Linked DNA regions of Gossypium arboreum: region 2 is linked to region 1. The links are chromatin contacts, called in public Hi-C maps. All regions are on one chromosome and are shown on one strand. Each heading gives the region's core, a stretch centred on a gene start, on an enhancer-like site or on the middle of the called end of the contact. The rest is flanking DNA. Distances are from core to core; before and after follow the strand shown.

Evidence for each region. A called contact is a pair of places that touch in the nucleus more often than the background predicts.
Region 2: a contact with region 1 is called in a Hi-C map of leaf, with 3 times the contacts expected there. The contact joins the enhancer-like site here to the promoter of LOC108464940 in region 1. A contact is called at or near these places in 2 of 5 Hi-C or Micro-C datasets (both in leaf).

The regions. Positions count from the first base shown.
Region 1 is chr3:72,438,543-72,442,146 of ASM2569848v2, forward strand. LOC108464940 (LRR receptor-like serine/threonine-protein kinase GSO1) reads right to left here and starts at 1,591. Exons shown (of 1, transcript XM_017765221.2): 1 at 1-1,591. The coding sequence starts at 1,145.
Region 2 is chr3:72,518,306-72,521,909 of ASM2569848v2, forward strand. No RefSeq gene overlaps it. Among protein-coding and RNA genes, the nearest start is that of LOC108464940, 80 kb to the left of the region's middle. Within about 2 kb of position 1,531, at least 2 of the 2 cell types and tissues checked have an H3K27ac peak or open chromatin away from gene starts, as enhancers often do. A contact at or near this core is called in leaf, where this site is marked.

The DNA of each region.
Region 1 (3,604 bases), core at 341-2,840:
TCAATGGTGGGTGGTAACTCTCCTTCAAGATTGTTGTTGGAAAGATCTAGTTGTTGCAGTGAGGAGCAGTTCAGTAACCCCAATGGGAATCCTCCGGAGAGCTTATTTTGGGCTAGAAACAGTTGTTGCAGATTTGAATTCTTGAGGCAAAAGTTACTTGGAATGCTACCCGTCAAAGCATTGTTGGAGAAAACTACAACTTGAAGGTTCTGCAAATGGATATTAAGCAGGTTTATGGTTCCTGATAGGTTGTTACTGGATAAGTCAAGCTTCTGGAGCTGAACCAAATGGTTGAGCTCCCATGGAATCTCTCCATTCAGCCTATTTCCTAATAAATTCAAGTACTGCAAATTGGATAGGCCACTTATCTCTGGAGGGATGGATCCTGAAAGGCTGTTATTGGCCAAGTTCAGAATTTGTAGCGATTTAAGCTTCCCAATTGATGCAGGGATTTCCCCATCAAGCATGTTGTTTGAGGCTGCAAAATTTTGGAGTTCTTCACAGTTATGAATCTCTGCTGGAATGAAGCCACTCAGACTGTTGTGCTGCAAATCAAGAAATACCAGATTCTTCAAGTTACCAATCTCTGCAGGAATACTTCCATTTAATTGGGAATACGCTAGACCCAGAACTCTTAACTCAGTCAAGTTACCAATACTTCGTGGAATTTGAGCAGCCAACATGTTATCTCCTATTCTAAGAACTTGCAACTTCTTCAAAAGGCCTATCTCTGTAGGAATTTTACCAGAGAGATTATTTGCAAACAGGAGCAGTGTTCTTAGATTTCGAAGTCGTCCAATCTCAGGGGGGATTGAACCTGTGATAAGATTGAGGGATAAATCGAGAGTTTGAAGAGAAACAAGGTTCCATAACTCGGTGGGAATGGAACCTGACAAGGTTGAAGCAGATAGGTTCAAGGCAATGACAAAAGCTTCATCATGTGAACATGTGAGGCCATTCCAGCTGCATATATGAGCTCTGAGAGACCAGCTTTCAAGAACTCCTGCAGGATCAACTAGTTTTGACTTAATTCTCAAAAGCCAGTGAGCATCTGTTGAACTTGAATTGTCCCCAAAACTGAACGCCAGAATACAACTAAAGAATGTGATGAACAGGCTGAAACGGGATATTTGAGTACTATCCATTTCAAGTGGCGACCAATTAAGTTCGATTACAAAAGCATCAGATACTGCAACTGTTGCCCCGTGATTCCATGTTTAAAAGAAAAGACCAGAAGAAGAAGAAGAAAGGTTCAACTGAATCATGGTGTTAAAAAGGGAAAAAGAACAGCAATACGAGGATATGTCAGTGGACAGTGGAAGATCAAACAGGCTTAAAGTTATAAAGAAGATCAAACAGGCTTAAAAAGAGTTGGGAAGTTAGCCTGGAGTTTAAATAGTTATTGAAGTATGGCTGCTTAATCGGTGTGAACAGCTGAACAAATACCTTATATTAATACTGCATCATCCCTTTTTTTGGTAGAAAAAAGTCTAGGCCGAGTTATTAGTGGAACTCAAATTTTAATGCTTGCCAAAATGTCAATGAATATTCAATTAACCGTACCAACTCATATCCTCCATTATGCAACATTTATGGAATCTTGAAGCAGGTAAAGTTGTATTTGCATTTATATTGATATTGGTATTTGTAATCATATAAAATACAGAATGCGATAGAGATACGATGGAGTAGTGATGGGTATGTTGAAGAAGGAAAAGGTGTGTGGGCCTCTTCCCTCCCTAGCCTCTACTTGTTGTCTGACTTAGATTGGAGATTGCCAACCTAGGCAAATAAAGACAAAATCATATATTAAGAGAAAAAAGGAATTTTAAACTCTGCTTTTACAAAGCTTCCATAAAGATTAAGCAAGATTTGACTTTCTAATGCTTCAACTATTGTCACCTAAATTGGTATAAGACCATTTATGATATTGAAACTAGAATCGTCCAAGCAAGCGTAAAGCATATAGGCGTGCAAGCTGAATGGACCAGTTGGCCCGCCAACTGATATGATATACATGCCATCGTAATCATCATATTCTTTGAATGATGCATAAGGCTTCATAGGTTCAAGTATAAAGTTGAGAAATTAGTCATCACCAAAACCACCAAATACCAACTTAAAAATACAAGAAAGAAACAAAACAAAATAACAACCATGAAGAATTTTACAGTAGATAGAAGAGACAAGCTTGATTAGGTTTTATTTTATAATATAAAATGGAAAGAGAAGTACGTCAATTATATTCAAAAGGATTCTTGTAATGACCAATTAACACCTAAATGTATTGTGAAATGAATAAAAAAGGATTCTGGTGAAGAAGAAACAAAGGGAAGAGGACAAGAAAAGTTCATCAACTGAAGTGTGTTTCACCAACTGAAGTGTGTTTCTCATAAAGATTGTGCTTCCAGTTTTAGGTTTAGATTCCTCACTTTGCTTAGTTTTTCAATTTCAATTTCAAGGAGAGAGACAACAAACATGTTCTGTCCCATCAAAGAGCCCGGCCAAGACAACAAATTACCACTTACCAACCTGCACCCAGAGACGAACTTAGGGAGTAACAGGGCCGGGCATCCTAGACTTTGTAAATTTGTTTCAAGATTTTGAAGTTTTAAAAATCCTTATTTTGATCTATAAATTTGTGTTTAACACCTTCAAAGTTTTTCAAAAAAAAAAATTAATTTTCCTTTTGTAGAATTTATAATATTTTATAATAGATTTAGTAATATTTTTAGTTTAATTTAATAAATTAAATACAAATTAGAATCTAAATATTAATTTAATAAAAATAAAATTTAATAAATTTAATATCTAAGTATAACTGAATATTAATTAGGTAAAAATAAAATTAAATAATTATAATATCTTATACAAACTAAATATTTAACTTATTTTATTTTATTTTTAATTTTAATAATCAAGATTATTTAGAATTAAAAAATTGTTAAAAATACGCCCCACCTAACCTACTTTAAACATGTATATTTTATAAAGATATCCTCGTCATTTTATCAACAATTCTAATTTCACCGTGCACCACATGAAAAAAATGTAGTAAGCAACTATAATACATACCCACACGTGTGGGGTTTGTTCAATGGGAAATGGTGTTGAGTGAAATGTGGAAGGTGCAATTGAATCAATGCTTCTCCCCTATCTCAAATCAATCACCATTAGTATTTTTCTTCTACACATCATATTCAAATAATACAGGGCACTGAGCCACAACAATGACAAAGTTGGTTTCGACAAGAAAGAATTTTTTTCTAAATAAATGGCTAATAATGGAATTTCTTTGACTTTCAATACATAAATATATTTATTGGATTGTCAACCTAACCTCGGCATCTTCCCAATGGTTTAATTTAGACTGTTGAGTGCTGCTACCTAAGCTTGAGGTTTAAAGAGAATCCCATTGGTGTTTAAGTCATCGCCTCGTTGAGATCCTTAATGATTTAGGGATATATACAGCCAAGGGAGAAGGTGGTCAAGTATTACTAAAATAATATTCTTTTATGTTGAAAAAAGAAATCACAATTGCATGAGAAAACAAAACTTAACTAATCATATTAGTCCCACGAAATTTCCCAGTGTGATAAATGTA
Region 2 (3,604 bases), core at 281-2,780, 80 kb after region 1:
TCTATGAAAATAAAGGGAATTATATGGTTATCTGAAAGAAGGAGCACGCCTTCGTGGTCATCTGCTAAAAGAAATCTTTATGGCGAAATCAAAGTAAATGACTCTCTGAAGGAAAAGTAATGGTATGGTATTAAAAAGGTTCTGAATGTTAAGGATGAAGCGGACTCTATATTAATGAAAAGGGATATATTAATGAAAAGGGATAAAGGTTAGTTAGGAAAAAGGGGCCAGAATGAAATATGTGTCAAACATGAAAAGAGTAAGGACGCGATATAGATAAGAGGATGTGGATTTAATGAGTGATGCATGTAGTACGCTCTTAAAGAAGTCTTAGTTGATTACGTATGAAATGTACCATAAGGAATGGTAGAGTAAAGTACCCGCCAATTAAGGAAATAGTCCAAATAATACACAGTGTTCAGTAAGCTAAGATGTAATGAAATATGTAATAGAGATATAGTAAGTCCTCACGTAAGTTATTTCTTATTTCAGGTTGCAAATAATCTCGTACAGAGAGACGAATCCAAGGCTACTGATCTGTTATAATTCAGTGTAATAAATTAAACTAGTTTTTGCACTAAATGAGATTGAATACAAGTACTATTTTAGTTATGTTTTGTATTTTATTTTAGTATAAAGTGTCAGCAGTGGGGACCAAATGCTCTTGGGCCCTGCTAGTGTATCTCCAATGGATACATGGCTTTATCAGTAGGTTTGGGGGCTTTTGTACCCCTCGAAAATTAGAATTGCTTTGTGGAAATTCATTAATCAGTTTGTGCCTACAAAATTATGTGTTCACAATAAGAGAATTGCGAATGATACCTACTGTCCTCGTTGTCATGTAGCCAATGAGGATGTGAGCCATGTCCTGCGCCACTGTGCTTTTGCTAGGAATGTTTGGTTGGCTTTTCACTATGGATGCCCCTGTAATGATGTGCGAATGAGCTTTAAAGACTGGCTCTCTTGGATGTTTGATCGTCACCGTGTGCGTAAAAGGTTAGAAATTGCAGTGATTCTTTGGGCGTTGTGGTATGCTAGGAATACATTATATCATGAAGGAGTTATTCAGGGGGTACGAGATGTGGTTAGCTTTGTTCACGGGTATTGCTCTGAGCTTGATGTGCTTGCGTCCAATGTGGGTCAATTATTCCCAAGCAAGTTGGTCTGATGGAATCCTCCTCCGGCAACATTTGTAAAAGTAAATGTTGATGCTTGTTTTTCCCTTCAACAGCGGAAAGTGTGCTCAGGAATTTTTTTAAGGGACGCATCCAGAATGATTATGGGGGCATGCAGTCAGGTTACTTTAGTTGTCTCTTCGGTCTTTGCCGCAAAAGCTTTAGTTCTTCACGGGCTACGATTTGTTGTCGACCTGGGGTTCCGGTTTGTTGTGTTGGAAAGTGACACATGGGCAGTTGTTCAGAAGTTGCAAACTGAGTCTAATGATTTCTCTGAAATTAGCGCCTTAATTTGGGAAGCGAAGGGACTCTCTCGGGCATTTCTGGAGTGTCGATTTGCTTTCCTTGAAAGATCTAGCAATCGGTTTGCACATGCGGTGGCTCAGGAAGGTATATTGCGGCTGGAAGATGGGTTCTGGGTAGAGGAAGCTCGGTTGTTGGCTACTACTATTGTTGCTGTTGACAGACGACTCTTTGGTCCACCTTGAGGTTCGGCTTTTACAGTTTCGAGTTGAGGGCTCTTGTTGATATTTGTTATCCCGTTTTTCACTAGCCTAAAACGTCTCTTCATTGTCTTTTACATTGTTGGCTTGAGGGATTCGTGTCGGTGGAGTCCCTTGGAACGGGAACATTAATTTAGTGGTTGTGTTTCTAGTTTTGTTTGGTGTACTTGTTTTTTCTGTGGAATAAAGCCACCGGCATTATTTTATTAAAAAAACATAATTCTAAAAGTGGGACTCATTTTAAAACTCAAAGAATTAACTTAGAACATAGTGTTTTTATATATGCTTCAATTCCTTCTTTTATATAATTTTAATTTTAACTCTCCGCTCCCACTAGGGATTTACAATTTGTTTTATAATTTATTTGGTTACTATTTTTAAATTAAATTTTAATAAATAATAATTATTTAATTAATTTTTGAAGTTCTAAAATATTACTAAATTAAAAAAAATTGTTACTAATATCTTGTAACATTTTAATCATGAAAATTGGATTGTGAGCCATTAAATAATTAACTTCCAATAAAATTACATTCAAATTCAAATTGATTCAATAATTATTTTAAATCGTATAAAAATATTACCCAAACACATGAATCTATAAAAATAATATAAATACCATACGAATAAGGAACCTAAAAAACCTATATGATGGGCGTCGAAATCATTAAAAATAATTCTTACAAAATAACTCTAAATAGTAGTAAAGAGTGGTAGTAGGGTTAAGTCCACAGGGATTGGATGTTATAATCAACTTCTGTGTTTATCTTGTGGACAGAACGTTTGTCGTGTCGAAGGTCGTGACAAAGGTCGTGCCCATGACTCCAAACAGACCTGCAAAAAAAATTAACAAATAAATCTAGTGGTTCTGAAAATGTTTAGAAACTAAATAATTGAAACAACATAAATAAATGATTAAATAAATTAGAAATTAAATTGGAAATTAAATTCGGATTTTGTAATCAAAGATAATAAGCCTTAGCCCTAGACTCGGTAAATTTCAAATTAAGAATCGTGTAACACCCCTTACCCGTGTCCGACGCCGAGATAGGATACGAGGCATTACCGGACTTAAACATAAGCAAACGTACAAAACCAGTCCACAAAATTTTGTTCAAATTAAATTCATTCATACATATGCAAATTGTCCATTATATGGGTCTACAAAGCCTAAAACATATACCGGGTGTGGTTCGGGACTAAATGAGGACTTTAGAAAACTTTGGAAAAAATTAGAAAATTTTCCTATTTTGGAGAGTCACACACCCGTGTGGGTAGGCCGTGTGGCCACACACACCCGTGTAGCTTGGGACATGCCCATGTCCTCAGCCCGTGTAGCTCTCTGACTATGACGTCATCACCAAAATAAGATCACACGGCCAAGTCACAAGCCCCTGTGCTTAAGCCGTGTGGCGAATTAAATTCCAAAATTAAGTGTAGACTTCACACGGCCTGGGCACATGCCCATGTTCTAAGGCCGTGTCCTCTACAAGGCTGAGACATATGGTAGTGTCTATGCCCGTGTGTTTACTACTGAGCATTCTGTTTCACCTAATTAGGGTGCAGGGGACACACGATAGAATCACACGCCCATGGGGTAGACTATGTGTCACACAAGGCCTAAACACACGCCAGTGTGTCTACCTGTGTGGACAACTTTGAGGCTATTTTCCAAGCCATTTGTCACCCTTAAATGCTCACTCACTCATACATTTTTTATGGCAGACAACATAGTATATTTAGTCACTCAAATACTCATAAACATGATTAATCCATGACTTTGTAATGTCAACATATCACCTATCCAAACCATCATGCTTTCATATGACATTGCATACCAATTTCATATTTATTCATCACGATAAACCTACTTTCAATTTACTCAATTATACCATAGCTTTTGTCTACTTATTAGCCACAATTCAT